Linked DNA regions of Mus musculus: region 2 is linked to region 1. A link is a contact called in public Micro-C data. All regions are on one chromosome and are shown on one strand. Each heading gives the region's core, a stretch centred on a gene start, on an enhancer-like site or on the middle of the called end of the contact. The rest is flanking DNA. Distances are from core to core; before and after follow the strand shown.

Evidence for each region. Hi-C and Micro-C count contacts between places; a contact is called where the count stands out from the background.
Region 2: a Micro-C map of the AtT-20 cell line shows a contact between it and region 1, with 2.3 times the contacts expected there. The contact joins two enhancer-like sites. A contact is called at or near these places in 1 of 39 promoter capture datasets (embryonic stem cells) and 11 of 484 Hi-C or Micro-C datasets (the AtT-20 cell line, the G1E-ER4 cell line, cardiomyocytes and 4 more).

Annotation. Positions count from the first base shown.
Region 1 is chr17:38,491,335-38,494,348 of GRCm38.p6, forward strand. No RefSeq gene overlaps it. Among named protein-coding and RNA genes, the nearest start is that of Esp34, 61 kb to the right of the region's middle. Within about 2 kb of position 1,462, at least 1 of the 459 cell types and tissues checked has an H3K27ac peak or open chromatin away from gene starts, as enhancers often do. A contact at or near this core is called in the AtT-20 cell line, where this site is marked.
Region 2 is chr17:38,576,738-38,579,751 of GRCm38.p6, forward strand. No RefSeq gene overlaps it. Among named protein-coding and RNA genes, the nearest start is that of Esp34, 24 kb to the left of the region's middle. Within about 2 kb of position 1,409, at least 1 of the 459 cell types and tissues checked has an H3K27ac peak or open chromatin away from gene starts, as enhancers often do. A contact at or near this core is called in the AtT-20 cell line, where this site is marked.

The DNA of each region.
Region 1 (3,014 bases), core at 212-2,711:
AGTGTCTGTCTTTTCCTCTGAGGTGGGTTTTCTGTAAGCAGCAAAAAGTTGGATCCTGTTTATGTAGCCAGTCTGTTAGTCTGTCTAATCAGAAGATGGAAAGATCTCCCATTCAAAAACATACTTTTTAAAACATAGTGTGTTCTGTCACAACAATACTCCAAAATTTTGGTAACAATTTATTTTAGTTACGGTTTCTCTTTCTATAATGAAAAATCACCAAAGAAACTAAGTTGTAGATAAAAAGCATGTATTTGATTTACACTTCTATATTTCTGATTATCATCTAAGTAAGTCAATACAGAACCAACCCATGGGAAGAACCTGCAGGCAGGGGCTGATGAAGAAACTATTGATGTGTGATTCTTACTGGCTTTTTTCCTTTCTTTCGATTTTTTTTCTCCTTCTTTTATTTTTTTTATTTAAACAATTTTATTAAGTATTTTCTTCATTTACAATACAAATGCTATCCTGAAATTCCATTATATCTTCCCCCTGCCCTGCTCCACAACCCACCCACTCCTGCTTCCTGGCCTTGGCATTTCCCTGTATTGGAGCATATAATCTTTGCAAGACCAAGGGCCTCTCCACCTAATGATGACTGATAAGGCCATCCTCTGCTACATATGCAGCTAGAGACACAAGCTCAGGGAGTACTGGTTTGTTCATATTGTTATTCCTCCTATAGGGTTACAGACCTCTTCACCTCCTTGGGTACTTTCTCTAGCTCATTCATTAGGGGCCCTGTGTTCCATCCAATAGATGACTGTGAGCATCCACTTCTGTATTTGCCAGACACTGGCATCACATCACAAGAGACAGCTATATCTGGGTCATATAGCAAAACCTTGCTGGCATATGCAATAGTGTCTGCATTTGGTGGTTGATTATGGTATGGATCCCCAGATGGGGCAGTCTCTGCATGGTCCTTCCTTCCATCTGGCTTCTTTTTCATGACTGGCTGAACTAGATTTTTTTTCAGAATTCAAGAACACAAGCCCAGGGAGGGCACCACCTATAATGATCTTGGCCTTTTTCCATTAATTTTTACTTAAAATTTATTTACAGACATATATTTGAAGGGTATTTTCTCACATAATATTTCCTATTTTAACATAATTCTGTTGTCTGTGTAAAGTAGCATAGGTGACCACTGGTAAACACACAAGATTTATTTGCTATTTAGTTACTAGCCTAGCTTCCAGAGAAGACCTTCCAAATTACACATCAAATCTTGTCTTTCCTGTGGAAATGGTTATTGTATATATTGGATACAAAAGAGCTAACAAAAGTTTAGGGAGGACCAGAAGCTGAAAGAGGCTTATGCTCTTGAATGTAATATTTGACATTTAGATAAAAAAGTGACAGTGTGATATTTACTTTAGGTATTATTTGATTCAACTTCTCAAGAGCCAAGTCACAGGACCATGTTATATTGTTTCTTCACTATTGCATCAGCTTCAGGGGAAGGCACAAATCCTGTCAGCCATAGTAAGGAGTTGTTAGAAGCATGAACATACACATGGGCTTGGGAGTATAGTTAGCCATGCAATCCAGCCTTGAGACCAGAAGTCTTGACAACTGAGTGGCAGACCTAGGATAGCAGAACTATGATAGTAAATATTCCTTGCCTAGGTCTGTGCTAATGAAAGCATAAGTATTCAAATGACAGAATCGTGGGCCAAGTCCATTATGGTGTAAAATATTATTCCCTTTAATCTAGTAGTTTTCAACATTCTCAAGAAACTCTGTAGGAGGACGAGCCATCTCAAATAAGCTTAACCCCCCAAATCTCTCAGATACTGGACCATCAACTAAGCAGCATACACCAGCTGATATGAGGCCCCCAACACATATACAGGAGATGATTTGTGGGTCTCAGTTTAGTCAGAGAAATTGCAGCTAACATCCAAGGGACTGGAGGCCCCAGGGAGCTTAGAGGTTTGGTGTAGTAAGTAGGGTATGGGAAGATGCTCATGGAGACAGTGGGGCAGGGAGCAGATATGGGATGTGGAACAGTTAGAGCATGGACCAGGAGGATATTTTTTTTGTTTGTTTGTTTTTTAGGGAATTTTAATTCCATATGGATTTTTTTCATATCCCATCACTTAAGTTCATATTCTTTTGATTTCTCTCATTAGAAAATAAATAGATATCAAAAAGATAATTACATAAGATGTATAAAGTTAGATAAAGTTATATTAAATAAAACAAGTAAATGAACAAAAAAAAATCAAAAATGAAGAGTCAAATAGCAAGATGATGACACAGACAGGAAGACACAGGTTTGGGGCTAAGGAAATCCCATAGACATACTCATATGAAATGTAATATAAACAAAATATGTATTGGTTTAAATGTTGAACAGAGAATGTATTATATAATATATATGTTATAATAAACATCCAAATGTATTAGTGAGTTCACTCAAATTAGATATATTTCTGGGCATGGAGTCTAGTCTTAACTGTAGTATGTCTACTCACTGAGACTCTTCATGAAATTTTTCACTTTGTCATGGTTATCAATTGGAGATATCTTTTTCATTAGGGATCAATTAATGTGCTAAATTTCCATCTCACTAATAAAAAATCTTCTGATTTAGAACTTGTAGCCCATTTTCAGGTGTCTACATTCACTCTGGGATTATATTTATGTCACCCCTGTACTGTATAGCAATCCTCATTTCTATTAGTGTAACTCTATTGCATGTCCCAAACGTTCACCCTCCTCTGCCACCATTTGCTGAGGAATGAGGAGAGGAACTTGATTGAAATTTCTTTTTTTCACTTTTTTTCTTTATTTTATTTATTTACATTACAAATGTTATCCCCTTTCCCAGTTAAGTCCCCTATCCATACCCTGTCTCCCTGATTATATATGGGAGCTCACCCTCCCTTGCAACACCTCCAGGCTTAGAGCCCTAGCATTTCCCTACACTGGGTCATTGAGCCTACAAAGGGCCAAGGGACCCTTCTCTTTTTGCCAGATAAGATAATCTGCTACATATATAG
Region 2 (3,014 bases), core at 159-2,658, 85 kb after region 1:
AATTCAGCATAGCGACACACTATTGGTTTATTCAAACATCAGCAGAAAAATTGCATGTACGTGCAGGATGTCAGGGTTCTGTGAGTTGTTGACTCAGTTCAGATAGCCCTGTTATGTCCACACATTCCTCTTTATCTTTATGGTCAAGCTGTTCCCAGGAATGTTTTAACTACGGGGCATGCCCGGGGGTTTGTTTTTCTTTTTTTCTCAGCCCCAGGCAGCATCTAGGCTCACAAACAACTAGCAATTTCTGAGTACTTTATATGACTTACAGTTCTTAAAATTTTACCTTTCTTTCAACTTGAGTTTCTTTAATGATTTTGGATGCTCTTGTATTTAGAGCATAAATATTGAGAGTTGGGAGTTCATCTTGGAAGATTTTACATTTGATGAGTATGAAGTGTTCCTCCTTGTCTTTTTGATAATTGTGGGTTGGAAGTTGATATTCTTCAGTATTTGAATGGCTACTCCAGCTTGTTTCTTCAGACGATTTGCTAGGAAAATTGTGTTCCAGCCTTTTACACTGAGGTAGTATCTGTCTTTTTCCCTGAAGTTTCCTGTAAGAAGCAAAAAGTTGGGTCCTGTTTATGTAGCCAGTCTGTTAGTCTATGTCTAGGTAGAAGATGGAAAGATCACCCATGCAAAACAAAAAACAAAAAACAAACAAACAAAAAAAAACCACAAAACTTCTTAAAACACAGTGTTTTCTGTCACAATAGTACTCCAACTTCTTGGTAACAGTTTATTTTAGTTACTGTTTCTCTTTCTATCGTGAAAAATCACCAAAGACACTAAGTTGTAGATAAAAAAGGTACATTTGATATGTACTTCTATATTTCTGATTATCATCTAAGGAAGTCAGTAAAGAACAAATACATGGTAAGAACCTGTAGGCAGGAGCTGATGAAGAAACTTTTTCATGACTGGTTATATATCAGAATTCAAGAACACAAGCCCAGGGAGGGCACCACCTATAATGGTCTTGGCCTTTTTCCATTAATTTTTAATTAAAAATTTATTTACAGACAAATATTTGAAGCATATTTTCTCATATAACATTTACTATTTTAACATAATTCTGGTGTCTGTGTAAAGTAGCTTAGGTGACCACTGGCAAACACACCTGACTTATTTGATATTTAGTTACTAACCTAGCTTCCAGAGAAGACCTTCCAAATTACACATCAAATCTTTTCTTTCCTCTTGAAATGGATATTGTATATATTGGTTACAGAAGTGCTACCAAAAGGTTAGGGAGGAAAAGAAGCTCAAAGAGGCTTATGCCCTCAAATCTAATATTTGACACTTAGATTAAAAAGTGTCAGTGTGATATTTACTTTAGGTATTATCTGATTCAATATCTCAAGAGCCAAGTCCCAGGACCATGTTATAATTTGTCTTCATGATTGCATCAGCTTCATTGCAAAGCATAGATCCTGGCAGCCATAGTAAAGAGGTCTTAGAAGCATGCATATAGAGAAGGTTTGGGAGAATACTTAACTATGCTATCCAGCCTTAATATCAGCAGTGAATATTAACTGAGTGGCAGACATACAATAGTTACAGTACTTTGCCTCTTGCCGATTAATGAATACACAAGTATATAAATGACAGATTCATTGGGCCAGGATTTTAGAGTTGAAAATATTTCTCCAGTTAAATGAGTAGTTCTCAACATTTGCAATGCCACAATCCTTTAATTAAAATCCTCATGTTGTAGTGCCCTCTTCTTAAAATTTTAATTTGTAACTTCTTAAGTATAATTTTACCAATTGATGAATTTAAATGTACATCTAATATTCAAAACTTTTGATTTGTGATATTTAAACTGATTAAAACCTCTAAGATGAGGTCTGTTCTCTTAGGAGAACAGGGTAAAGGTAATTGTTAAATATTTTGGTCTTAATCATTTGGAATATTAATTTATTCTGTCTTGGTTTTACTCAATAGTTTCATGAATTCATATTCTCTCAATATACTCTAACATGGATATTTTATGCTACATTATCACCATCAGAAAAAATGCATTTATTAATCTTTGGTATTTCGGTACAAAGCTAGAATCATTTTCAACTTTTATATAATTACAACACATAATGAAGTTAAATATTTTAATCAGTTTGAAACAATACACATTTGTCCATGTTCTTCAATACTGTTCATTGTAGGGATTAAAGCTTAGAATACATAAGTTAAAATAGAGCAAAAGACATGCAAATTAAGTATAATATAGAGAACATGCATTGCTGAAATTTTCCCTAGGAAGTAGGCCATAAGGTCTCTACTACAGGATTTTTATAGCAGTTATATGTACCTGTTTCTTATGCCCACATACATACCAAGTTCACTAAGTGGATACAACAACTTTAAAACAAAGGAATGTAAGTGCATAAATTTGAATGGAAAAGTGATGAATGAATCAGATAGGAATGGCACGAGTAGGAATGGAGGTTTCTGGGTTGTAGGAACACTAGTGACCTGTGTGTGAAAATTTACTCTAAAAACCAAAAATATTAGGTATTACTTATCCAAAATTATCATCATCAATAACTCTTATGACAAAAAATATCTATACATGATAATAGATAAATTAGAAGCAGTAAACCTAAAACTGTGTTGATAGACTCCTAATGTGCAGCATCTTTTGAGATAAGTGCTTTGTTTTTCCAAAAATAATATCAAACTAAGAATACCATGTGATACAGTGTAATCATGCTTGGAAAAGTAAACAAATTACTTTGTATTCATTCGTATCAGTATTTGAACAACCATGTTTATTTCTCTTGTGTTCATAATAGTGAGAAAAAGAATCAGTCTAATATTCCATCAGCTGAATAATATATAATAAAGGGTGGTACATGTTCCAATTTGAGACTACTAAAAGAAAAAGAAAAATTTAAGTTATAAAAAGTTATATTAAGTTATAAAATTTGCAAGCAAATAGAATGATCTTGAATTAATAGTCCTGAATGAAATTTGTCAGGCACAGACACACAAAAACCAACTTTTCTATT